2 separate regions of the Oncorhynchus mykiss genome follow, and region 1 is linked to region 2. Evidence: chromatin contacts called from public Hi-C data. All regions are on one chromosome and are shown on one strand. The core of a region is the stretch at or near the end of the contact, and the rest is flanking DNA. Distances in the headings are between cores, read along the strand shown. Region 1 overlaps LOC110498155 (protein quaking-A). Region 2 holds the start of LOC110498155 (protein quaking-A).

The links. Hi-C and Micro-C count contacts between places; a contact is called where the count stands out from the background.
Region 1: a Hi-C map of liver shows a contact between it and region 2, with 2.7 times the contacts expected there. The contact joins the enhancer-like site here to the promoter of LOC110498155 in region 2. A contact is called at or near these places in 2 of 3 Hi-C or Micro-C datasets (blood and liver).

The regions. Positions count from the first base shown.
Region 1 is chr19:56,584,300-56,591,335 of USDA_OmykA_1.1, reverse strand. LOC110498155 (protein quaking-A) reads right to left here. Exons shown (of 8, transcript XM_036955126.1): 8 at 6,658-7,036. Among protein-coding and RNA genes, the nearest start is that of LOC118941494, 54 kb to the right of the region's middle. Within about 2 kb of position 4,040, at least 2 of the 11 cell types and tissues checked have an H3K27ac peak or open chromatin away from gene starts, as enhancers often do. A contact at or near this core is called in liver, where this site is marked.
Region 2 is chr19:56,440,865-56,447,361 of USDA_OmykA_1.1, reverse strand. LOC110498155 (protein quaking-A) reads right to left here and starts at 2,839. Exons shown (of 8, transcript XM_036955126.1): 1 at 2,406-2,839. The coding sequence starts at 2,550.

The DNA of each region.
Region 1 (7,036 bases), core at 2,791-5,290, 140 kb before region 2:
CTCTTCAAAGGGGGAGACACCCTGGACCCAAACTGTTACAGACCTATATCCATCCTGCCCTGCCTATCTAAGGTCTTCGAAAGCCAAGTTAACAAACAGATCACTGACCATCTCGAATCCCACCGTACATTCTCCGCTGTGCAATCCGGTTTCCGAGCCGGTCACGGGTGTACCTCAGCCACGCTCAAGGTACTGAACGATATCGGGGCGGCAGGGTAGCCTAGCTGTTAGAGCGTTGGACTAGTAACCGGAAGGTTGCAAGTTCAAACCCCGAGCTGACAAGGTACAAATATGTCGTTCTGCCCCTGAACAGGCAGTTAACCCACTGTTCCTAGTCTTTCATTGAAAATAAGAATTTGTTCTTAACTGACTTGCCTAGTTAAATAAAGTTTTTTTTTTTTTTTTACAAATAACCGCCATCGATAAAAGACAGTACTGTGCAGCAGTCTTCATCGACCTGGCCAAGGCTTTCGACTCTGTCAATCACCATATTCTTATCGGCAGACTCAGTAGCCTCCGTTTTTCTAATGACTGCCTTGCCTGGTTCACCAACTACTTTGCAGACAGAGTTCATTCAGTGTGTCAAATCGGAGGGCATGTTGTCCGGTCCTCTGGCAGTCTCTATGGTGGTGCCACAGGGTTCAATTCTCGGGCCGACTCTTTTCTCTGTATATATCAATGATGTTGCTCTTGCTGCGGGCGATTCCCTGATCCACCTCTACGCAGACGACACCATTCTGTATACTTCTGGCCCTTCCTTGGACACTGTGCTATCTAACCTCCAAACGAGCTTCAATGCCATACAACACTCCTTCCGTGGCCTCCAACTGCTCTTAAATGCTAGTAAAACCAAATGCATGCTTTTCAACCGTTCACTGCCTGCACCCGCACGCCCCGACTAGCATCACCCCCCTGGATGGTTCCGACCTAGAATATGTGGACATCTATAAGTACCTAGGTGTCTGGCTAGACTGTAAACTCTCCTTCCAGACTCATCAAACATCTCCAATCCAAAATCAAATCTAGAGTCGGCTTTCTATTTCGCAACAAAGCCTCCTTCACTCACGCCGCCAAACTTACCCTAGTAAAACTGACTATCCTACCGATCCTCAACTTCGGCGATGTCATCTACAAAATAGCTTCCAATACTCTACTCAGCAAACTAGATGCAGTTTATCACAGTGCCATCCGTTTTGTTACTAAAGCGCCTTATACCACCCACTACTGCGACCTGTATGCTCTAGTCGGCTGGCCCTCGCTACATATTCGTCGCCAGACCCACTGGCTCCAGATCATCTACAAGTCCATGCACGCCTTATCTCAGTTCACTGGTCACGATGGCAACACCCACCCGTAGCACGCACTCCAGCAGGTGTATCTCACTGATCATCCCTAAAGCCAACACCTCATTTAGGTGCCTTTCCTTCCAGTTCTCTGCTGCCTGTGACTGGAACGAATTGCAAAAATCGCTGAAGTTGGAGACTTATTTCCCTCACCAACTTTAAACATCTGCTATCTGAGCAGCTAACCGATCGCTGCAGCTGTACATAGTCCATCTGTAAATAGCCCACCCAATCTACCTACCTCATCCCCATACTGTTTTTATTTATTTACTTTTTTGCTCTTTTTACACACCAGTATCTCTACTTGCACATCATCATCTGATCATTTATCACTCCAGTGTTAATTCTGCTAAATTGTAATTATTCGCTCCTATGGCCTATTTATTGCCTACCTCCTCATGCCTTTTGCACACAATGTATATAGACTCTTTTTTTCCTACTGTGTTATTGACTTGTTTATTGTTTACTCCATGTGTAACTGTGTTGTTGTCTGTTCACACTGCTATGCTTTATCTTGGCTAGGTCGCAGTTGTAAATGAGAACTTGTTCTCAACTAGCCTACCTGGTTAAATAAAGGTAAAATAAATAAACAAAAGAGTAACCAGAGAGTCAGGACACCCATTTAAAATCCCATCCAAAAAGACAGCACCCTACACAGGACAATGTCCCCAATCACTGCCCTGGGGCATTGGGATATATTTTTTTAGACCAGAGGAAATAGTGCCTCCTACTGGCCCTCCAGCAGCATCTGGTCTCCCATTCAGGTACTGACAAAGACCAACCCTGCTTAACTTCCGAGGCAAGCCAGCAGTGGCATGCAGGGTGGTATGCTGCTCTCTTCTTCAATAGTGCAGCGAATTCTACTACATAAAAAGTTGAAACCAGTATGACATCCTGGCATTTAAAGCATACAACATTTCACACACAATAAAATTTTATATTTTCACATGCGTAATCAGCCTATTATTTAGAACGCAAGTATGGATGTCTGGGAAGGTGCTAGTGGGCCATATGCATCTCCACTACTGTCTAGACTTATTGGTCCCAGCCGCTAATACACTTGTGTCCCCCCGGCAACCAGTTCCTACTTAAAACAATCTTCATTCAGGATGGAAAGGCTTCGATTTCCTCCTGAACTCGATTTAATGGCGAGAAGGCAGAATAAAGTCTGGGCACGTTAAGCCCAGATGAGATCCATAGCGCCCACTAGAGGCTGCCCAGGCTGAAGTATTGGTATTCGGACATGGACGGTATCATTCGAGTCATGCCCTAACTTGTTCTGTCTAGCCTATCTTATGGCCTCGTCAAGCTGAAAAGCGATGGGATGGGTTGTTTCTGTCTGTTATTGGGTGTTAGCGACGTTATTGTCTGATCTCTCCTCCGTGTTGTCATCGTTTGTCTCTCTGCTGACTGCAGCTGTGACTCAGGGGGAGGGACCCCGCCGTGCCACGCCCAGATTTAGCAAGGGATGTAAATCTGACAGAAAAGATGAATCGGAGACAAAAGCATGTCCTTCTTAATGTTTACACCCTCCGCACTGAGATTAATTACAGCCAAAGAGAAACATCCAGGGACAATGTAGTCATTTGTCTTCTCCCGTGGAGGGGGGTGACAGTGTTGGATTGTGGGAAAAACAGATTACCGGCACACTTTCTTCACCATTACACCCCACCTCATCCTAGGCAAGTCAGTTAAGAACAAACTCTTACTGGCTCAACGCTCTAACCACTAGGCTACCTGCCGCCCCCGTTCACCTGATTGTGGGGTGCTCAATCTTGGTGAGAAATGTTGAGTAAATATTACATTATAAGTGAAATTGGTATCAACTTCACAACAAATGCATGTGTGATTTTGTTGATCAATATGACAATGAATGTTCACGGTAATGATCATATTCCATGTGGAATCACACTACCTACCTTTGGACTGCTGTGGAGGTGAGAGAAGAGAGAAGTGAGAGAAGGGGCAGAGTGCACGGAGACAGGTGTATTAAATTGGGTCAGCTTTTTCATTTCCTCTCTTTCTCACACAGAGATCAGCCATTCAGCTACTGTGTAGACAAGCAGTATAAAGGTCAGGCGACTACCACCTACACCAGGGATTTCCTCAACTTGGTCCTGGGTGCACGTCTTGATTTCTTTTTGCCGAAGCACTACACAGTCGATTCAAATAATCAAAGCTTAATGAGTTGGTTATTTGAATCAGCTGTGTAGTGCTAAGAGCAAAACCAAAATGTTCACCAAACACAAAACCCAGTAAGTCGGTGCTGTTAACTGTAAAAATGTAAATATGTATGAAGTGTTACAAATTGCATCAGTGATGTGTCATTCAGAAATAATGAGTTTGGACAGTTAAAGTTGATGAAAATCGTGATCTTATCTGAAAAATGACAATGGCCTTTGTCTACTTTAACCATCACTGTGGTACTTTATGGGACAAACGCATGGGATTGATAAGAGAGGTCGACTACCATAGCTAGATGATATCACATTATACAAAAGTCATGCTACAAGCCTACACAATTCTGTGTGAATATGAAACTCAAATGGATTTAGCCTGTTTTCTCAGTAACATGGCGCTTAATCCTAGCTGGACTTTAAACTCAATTTTGTTTACTCTGAAAACACACACACACACACACACACTCCTGATGAATGCCCCACATTCATTCCAGGAACATTGGTCACTCATGAGGCAACGCTTCCACTCGATCCCCTTCCCTCTGATTGTACTCCCAGCTGGCCCCACAACTGATTCTTTGCTGAATCTTACCTGCAACCAACCATTCCTCCTCTCCATCGCCCCCTCTTGCAAGACACATACATGTAAACGTCAAGCCCTCAGACAACCCCCCACAATCCTATTCAACAGCTGCATCTCCATCAAGTTCTACACACAGAGAGGAGAGAGATCATACTTAACTTCCCATCGTCCATTTGTCCAATTGAGTGGCCTCTAAAGAACTGTTTTGTTGTTGCAATAATACTAGGCTGCTAACAGCATGACAAGCAGGAGAGCTGCTAGCACATAGTAATGAGTAATCAGCAGACCCATTGAGACATACACCAATTCTAATATGTCAACGAACTTAACTGGCTCACTGTTCAATCAAGTGGCGCTCCACACAAAGATGCGTTAATTATCTGTAGAGCAGTGGAGGCTGGTGGGAGGAGCAATAGGAGGACGGGTTTGTTGTAATGGAAAAGACGTAACGGAGTCAAACATGTGGCTTCCAAATGTCTGATACCGTTCCATTTTATTCCATTCCAGACATTATAATGAGCCCGTCCTCCATAGCTCCTCCCACCAGCTTCCTCTACCGTAGAGAACCAGGGAGTTAGAAATGAACGTCCTGAACTCCAAAGGCTCACGATGCGTTTCTAATCCAACACGTCTCAATCAGTAGCAAGTGGTATTCATGGGATGCGACGCTGTCCGTGGTCTTGGCAAGAGCATCGATTTCTGTGCTGATGAGCGTATATGTATTGGTGATCAAACCCCTTATTCTGGTGTTGCAACCGCCATGCTCCACTCACTGAGCCACATGGAATTTACAACCTATAAACATATGTATTATTGGAAATGCAGTTGTGTTGTACTTGCTTACTCAAATCAAATTTTTATTGGTCACATACACATGGTTAGCAGATGTTAATGAGAGTGTAGCGAAATGCTTGTTCTTCTAGTTCCGACAATGCATTAATATTAATAGTAGTTACTACTGGCTTACTACTACTGGAAGAACGGATCAGGATTATGAGTATACATTTGAAGTCGGAAGTTTACATACACTTAGGTTGGAGTCATTAAAACTAGTTTACATACACTTAGGTTGGAGTCATTAAAACTAGTTTACATCCACTTAGGTTGGAGTCATTACAACTCGTTTTTCAACCACTCCACACATTTCTTGTTAACAAACTATAGTTTTGGCAAGTCGGTTAGGACATCTACTTTGTGCATGACACAGGTCATTTTTCCAACAATTGTTTACAGATTCACTGTATCACAATTCCAGTGGGTCAGAAGTTTACATATACTAAGTTGACTGTGCCTTTAAACAGCTTGGAAAATTCCAGAAAATGTCATGGCTTTAGAAGTTTCTGATAGGCTAATTGACATAATTTGAGTCAATTGGAGGTGTACCTGTGGATGTATTTCAAGACCTACCTTCAAACTCAAGTCCTATATCGACATAACCTGAAAGGCCGCTCAGCAAGGAAGAAGCCACTGCTCCAAAACCGCCATAAAAAAGACAGACTGTGGTTTGCAACTGCACATGGGGACAAAGATTGTCCCCAAGATTTTTTGAGAAACGTCTTCTAGTCTGATGAAAAAAAAAATAGAACAGGTTGGCCATGAAGATCATCGTTATGTTTGGAGGAAAAAGAGGGAGACTTGCAAGCCTCATGTTGTGGGGGTGCTTTGCTGCAGGAGGGACTGGTGCACTTCACAAAATAGATGTCATCATGAGGTGGGAAAATTGTGTGGATATATTGAAGCAACATCCCAAGACATCAGTCAGGAAGTTAAAGCTTGGTCTTCCAAATGGACAATGACCCCAAGCATGCTTCCAAAGTTGTGGCAAAATGGCTTAAGGACAACAAAGTCAAGGTATTGGAGTGGCCATCACAAAGCCCTGACCTCAATCCCATAGAACATTTGTGGGCAGAACTGAAAAAGTGTGGCGAGCAAGGAAACCTACAAACCTGACTCAGTTACACCTGCTCTGTCAGGAGGAATGGGACAAATTTCCCCCAACTTATTGTGGGAAGCTTGTGGAAGGCTATCCGAAACGTTTGACCCAAGTTAAACAATTTAAAGGCAATGCTACCAAATACAAATTGAGTGTATGTAAACTTCTGACTCACTGGGAATGTGATGAAAGAAATACAATCTGAAATAAATCATTATCTCTACTATTATTCTGACATTCATATTCTTAAAATAAAGTGGTGATCCTAACTGACTGATTTTTACTAGGACTAAATGTCAGGAATTATGAAAAACTGAGTTTAAAAAAAAAAGCCATTCAAGTCGCACCATAAGGAGGCAAAAGTCACCTCAAATGACAAAAGCACCCCGGTCGGGATGGATGTTTGATTGATTTGACCTTAAAATGCCAGCTATGGAAAGGAGAATAAAGTTCTGATCCTTTTATATGTAAACATCCATTTCCATTAGCATTTTGATGTACATTTGTATGTCATTTCCTGTGTTCCTTTGTGCTAAACGTACCTTGAAATGCTGGCATCCTAGATTTCCAAATAGACGACATCATCAGAGCAGAGAGACGCCAGACAAGGCCAAGCAGAGCAGTCAACAGGCCACTTGTAAATGTGGTTCTTTATTGTACATGACATTTTCCTTTTTTGGTGTGAGCAACATAATTGACAATACATCGTTTTATATCCTACTCAGAATCCTATTCTAGTCCTCTATAAAAACAAAACAGCATCACATAAAACCTTACAACTCCACAACAATTCTCAGATGTAGTGCACCCCTACATGCATCAGGAACTTCAATAGCAGATCACCGAGAAACGTTTTTTAAATGATTTTTTTTCAACACACAGATGATAAACAAAAAATAAACGTAAAGAAAAAAATCCAATGGGGTTTCAATCATTATTCCAATTGTTGGTATCATTACCCGTTAACTCTGAGTGCTACGTCATTGAGACCACGTTA
Region 2 (6,497 bases), core at 1,590-4,089:
AGGGTCACCTTGACTAATGATAGACAGGATGGATTCCTATAGTGTCACTTACTATGCAACCAAAATAGAATCCCGAGTTGTAAGCTACTTCCTGGATAAATCTCCTAATGCCTCAATGGAACTCAAAATGAATCAAACAACAATGCGAGAGGTTAAATTAACAAAATCACTGCAGACTGCAAGCTTTTGTCCCCAACAGAAGTCACAATGAGCTGCGATGTTTACCCTCCCTGCCGACTGAAACCGCAGTCGACATTTGCATAACCCGAATGGCACGCAAATGTACCTCACACAACTAGCTTCCCGCTGTGGTTAATAGGTCTACTTTCTAAACATCATCCTGCCATGTCATGGGAATGCTTCTCACTGCACATAGATGAGGGTTTCACTCAATTTCAGGATTCCACATTTACAGGGTGCGCTTTGATGGGGGTGGGCTCATGCCGCCAAGCTCAAGTCCAAAAGACTAAGCAGACGGCTTTAGCCAAGAGCCTTCTCTGCACTGGGTGTTATTTTCCTAACACACCCACTAAACATTTGGCAGAGGGGTGAAGTTTGGACGGCTGCTGTAGTAACCCCGGTAAACGGTCGAGCTGTGTGGCTGGAGAGAGCAGAAGGCAGTATGTGAATTGTGAAACCTCATGCGCAGCCAGGGATGAGGGGCCCAGGATCTGGCCCAGACATGGAGTCTTAAAAACACCCCCACACTCTGAGTAACAAGCCCGGGAGGGTGCAGCCACATCGGGCTGCCAGCTGAGTGTGCACCGTGGCCAGCCTTACAAAGCTGCCTGGGTAAACAGATTCAGTGTGTGAGAGAGAGGCTTACTGTGGATTCTGGTCAATTATTTTGTTTGTCTGAGGGGGGAGACAGGTAGGCAGGATAGAAGAAAGAGAAAAAGGCCCCTAGTTTCCTGTGTCTCCCCAGAAGGAAAAACAGCTTTGACTAAACCAGCAGGTGATGGAAGGAAAGGGTTGAGTAGAGCTTGTTGCAGGGTAATCATTTCAGGAATGTTTAACTGGAGAAGTAGAGGTTGAAAGTTTATCTAAACTGGCCTTTATGGGAGACTGGAGCAAAGAAATCTTGTTCTACAAGATGTGACAGTACTCCCTTTTGTTTTATCTGGTTTGAAAAAATGTGTGCACATTTGACTTGACACATTTGGTTCTATATTTGGCGTGAAACTCAGTTTTATTGATGCAATATTTTTCCTGTCCTTTTTGCATTAAATTAGAATACACGAAATATACAGCTAAAAGTTTTTAATTCCAGGAAAGTGATTGGATGTCAGCTGCCCACAGAGATAAGGACAGTGAGGGGAAAGTGGCGCTCTCTAGCGTTACCTACTCAATTACATAAAACACACTCCTGTCATGAATTGTACATTGTGTATAATAGAAAAGGACCGAAATAGGAGCATAGACTTATATTAACTATACATCTTAAGTGGCATACTAGAACAATATCATGCGACAACAACGCTGAGAATATGGGCCCGACAAAAAGACGACATAGAAAAACAAGACTATGTCAAATGAAGACAAAGATACACAATTCCTGCCTAATCATCGGGGATATTTCTTCCGCACCCAACGTATGTTTTAGAGCGTCATTTAACTGCACAACGCTGGTTATCTTTGCAAGGCAAACAACTCCACTGCCCATTGTTTCAAACCCCGAAAGGCAACAGCCGGGGCACATTCCGATGTTGTGCAATTCCACCAGATTCTGATAAGCAAATACTGTATGTTATGGAAACGAGCTGCTTAGGACTGAATACAGACAGATATATTGCTGTACTTGTTATGAAGCTTCATGTTTTGATTACAACATGGTTATAGTACTTAACTACCAATCCTACTCCGTTGAATTAGATGGAACCTGCATCCTGGCAACAATACATCCTCTATAGAACAAACTATCACATTCACTTACATAATACGAGGTAGGCTAAAGACAAGACTACAGCTGAAATGTAGAAGTCTGGCTATCAAACAGTTTCTTCCTGGAACTGGGACGCATACTAACTTAACTAGTTTATCGGTCCTGGCTAAGTTAGCTAGTTAGCAGGCAAAAACCCCTACAAAAAAAATAACTTTTCACTTCGTCCTCAAATCAGAGAACAACAGGACATGTTAACTACAAATACATCCTTGAGGTTTTGTGGTAGGGAATAAATATCCTTGTTGGATGGTGCAAGAGTTTCATTTCCTCGCAGTTCTCACTTTGTAAAGTTAAAAGAAGAAGTTGTGTTGCCCAGTGCGATAATGTAGCTCGTTAGCTATGTTAGCTAGGTAGCTACCATGCATGCGCTCCCCTATGCAGCAAGCATGCCCACCGAGCCCTAGGGACAGCGCCGTAGTCACTCCTTCCCTCCCAACTACCCCATTTCTCCACGGCCTTTTACCTTCATCGAGAAGCCGGTCAAGGTGTGTAAAGATACCGCACAGATTTGGCAAACTGGTCATCAGCTTCTTTTCGTTTAACAATTGCATCAAATAGTCAGGACTCGGCCTCGGTCTCTCCTTCACCTCGATCTCTCCAACCATCATCTTTGCGTCTAGAGTGCGAGCGAGCCTCCAACAGAATCCTGTTTTATGAAAAGAAAACAAATGCTAAAGAAAAACTTGAAAGATCAAATCCTTTGTTCCTCCCACGTTTCGATTGCTGTAGTTAGACGACCCTCTGAACCAAAATCGGATTTAATTTGTTGTTAGAGCTGAGAGAGGGGGAAAATAAGCACTATCTTCTCCCAAAGACTGTATCGCCGTGTACTCTCCTCTACTCCGCGCTCAGGGACGTTCCGATCCACCACTGTTAACTGCAGCGAGTATTCGCCAAAAGCTTGCGTCCCCTCTTCGCCTATTGGTCAAAAGCGCCTTCAAGGGACTGGTGATATCACCAATAAGAACAAGGTACTGCACCATGAGGGCGGTGAAGTGCCAGTAGGTGATCTACAGCGATTAGAACCAATTGTGGACAGTACAGAGAAAGTGAATTTACAGATTTCATACACAGGTTGTATGGGGCTCTAAAAAGTATATTTCAGTAGTTGCGGAGAAATCAAAAGCATAGGAGACTTTGGAAACATTGCAAATTAAACATTATTACGTTTAAATTTACACTTTGGTCATTTAGCAGAGGCTATTCTCCAGAGCAATTTAAAGACTTAACTTAGGGTTAAGTGCCTTGCTGAAGGGCACATTGATAGATGAGGGTTCAGAAAGCTTTTCATAGATGGCTAACTAGTTTTTGGCATATAAAGACCAGTTGGAGGTAAAGGAACATGGGGAAGTTCTCCCTGTCAACACTTATGTAATGATTAATTTTTCAATTTGATGGAGATAATTATATTCAATGTTATGGTGTACCCCCGCACCTCTCCTCGCATCTTCAAGAGTGATATGATAGAAACCAATGGTTGACTTTTACAGACATATTTTATCAGTCCCTATCCCAGTCTGCTGTCCCCACATGCTTCAAGATGGCCACCATTGTTCCTGTTCCCAAGAAAGCTAAGGTAACTGAAGTAAATGACTATCGCCCCGTAGCACTCACTTCTGTCATCATGAAGTGCTTTGAGAGACTAGTCAAGGACCATATCACCTCCACCTTACCTGTCACCCTAGGCCCATTCCAATTTGCTTACCACTCCAATAGGTCCACAGACGACGCCATCGCCATCACACTGCACACTGCCTAATCCCATCTGGACAAGAGGAATACCTATGTAAGAATGCTGTTCATTGACTACAGGACTTCCTGACGGGCCAATCCCAGTGCTGATCCTCAACACTGGGGACCCACAAGGGTGGGTTCTCAGCCCCCTCCTGTACTCCCTGTTCACCCACGACTCTGTGGCCATGCACGCCTTCAACTCAATCATCACGTTTGCAGATGACACAACAGTGGTAGGCTTGATTACCAACTATGAAGAGACAGCCTACAGGGAGGAGGTTAGGGACCTCGGAGTGTGGTGTCAGGAAAATATCAATGTCACTCAATGTGACATGTAACTCACTCAATGTCACTCAATGTCTCTCACTCTCACTCAACGTCAGAAAAACTAAAGAGATGATAGTGGACTTCAGAAAACAGCAAAGGGAGCACCCCGCATCCACATCGATGGGACAGAAGTGGAGAAGGTGGAAAGTTTTAAGTTCCTCGGCGTACATATCACCGACAATCTGAAATGGTCCACGCACACAGACAGTATGGTGAAGAAGGCGCAACAGCACCTCTTCAACCTCAGGAGGCTGAAAAAATGTGTCTTGTCAACGAAAACCCTCAGAAACTTTTACAGGTGCACAATCGAGAGCATCCTGGCGGGCTGTATCACCGTCTGGTACAGCAGCTGCACCGCCCACAACCGCAGGGTTCTCCAGAGGGTGGTGCGGTCTGCACAATGCATCACCGGGGGCAAACTACCTGCCCTCCAGTACACCTACAACACCCGATGTCACAGGAAGGCAATAAAGATCATCAAGGACAATAACCACCCGAGCCACTACCTGTTCACCCTGCTTCCATCCAGAAGGCGAGGTCAGTACAGGTGCATCAAAGCTGGGACAGAGAGATTGAAAAACAGCTTTAATCTCAAGGCCATCAGATTGTTAAACAGCCACCATTAGCACAGAGAGGCGGCTGTCTACCTACAGACTTGATACTTTAATATATAGAACACAAGTCACTTTAATAATGATACTTGAAGAATGTTTACATATCTCGCATTACTCATCTCATATGTTTATATTGTATCCTTCACTATCTATTCTTTACTATCTATTGCATCTTAGCCGCTCTGTCACTGCTCATCCATATATTTTATACTTATTCTCCTCCCATTCCTTTACTAGATTGTGTGTATTAGGTTTTGTTGTGGAATTTGCTAGATATTAGGTTTTGTTGTGGAATTTGCTAGATATTAGGTTTGGTTGTGGAATTGTCCGATATTACCTGTTAGATACTGCTGCACTGTCGGATCTAGAAGCGTAAGCATTTTGCTACACTCACAATAACATCTGCTAAGCATGTGTACGTGACCAATAACATTTGATTTGATTTGATTTTGAGTTATTAGTCATGTAACCAAAATAGACACGCACCATGATGTTTAAATCTCAAACAGCACGTTACAATAACTCTCAGCGTCCGCTTTGGATTCATTTATCAACGTGACAATATTCAGTACAGGCCTAGGTTATTTTAACAAGCCTGCCCCATCTTTGGACAGACCTTTCCATGTTCATTGAGGATTAACTCAATTCAGATGATCAATAGCCCACATATTGGAGCCGCCCACCTGGGTCGTTCCTTAATTGAAACGAAACCCTGTCATGTTCTAAATTTGGCAGCTGTTGTCGACTGGAGTGGTGCCCACCTAAATCTGAGAATTTGACCTTGGCCCCTATTCAATTGGTTCCCTAGTCTCTCTGCCTTTGTGGAATTAGTCCCTCTGCTTCGGCGTATGAATACTAACCAGCTGCACTGTGACCTCTGGCTTAGCCGTCATGTGTCAGCCCTCAGTGATGCACTTCAGGACTCACTAGTGTGTCTCACACAGGCGATAGGCTACAACACACATTCTTTAAGATAACAACAAGGAACAACATATCTCATGGATCGTTCAAAGCAGGAGGGGAGATGTTGCTATGGTTACCCATAGAAATAGAATTACATTATATTATTAATATATATATATATATTATATATATATATATAATTATATTTCTATGTCATTGCCTTTACCAACCTGGGAAAAACACTATTAGGTTGTAATAGCTGTCCATCACACTAAATTACTACATTTGACCATCTCGAGCTGCGATATGTCGAACAAGACAACAGAGAAGAGAAGTATTATTAACACAGACCTACCAGGTCTCAAGACATTTCTCCACATTGTTTTGTTGTCGTCTGTCAGAGAGAAAAAAAAAGCCTTCAACATGTATTTTATGCCTGGGGGGTATGAAATGTGCCCCATCTCTCCAATTACTAAAGCACTGGTGTGAATGTAACGCAACACTGGAAGTGAAAACACATCACAAATGTCTATATTTTTCTTTTTGAAGGATTGATAACTGAATAAAGGTTTTACTTCAAGGAGAGATAACCCACTTGGCAGAGTAGAATGAAAAAACGAGGAAGAGGGGAAAATAAAATGTTATTTGATGTGGCTCAGAGATAACTAAATTGTTCATGGTTTTTGCTTTATATTTCATATTTTCACTTTTCACTTCTTTGAATATACAGTAAGTGCTGCAAGTAGACGTAACATAGTAAACGTAAATCCGGGACACTCCAATTAGTATGAGATATTACGTTTCGTATGCTTTGTATTCATTTGTGGCTGTCCATTTCGTAGCATTTGTTACAAATTACAATTCCAATGTTATTTTACGAATTGCAATTTGTACAATATGTTACAAATGTTCTAATGTATGATATGTTGCAAATTCCCATTTACTGTGGCTAACGTTAGCTAGGTGACTAGGTGGAT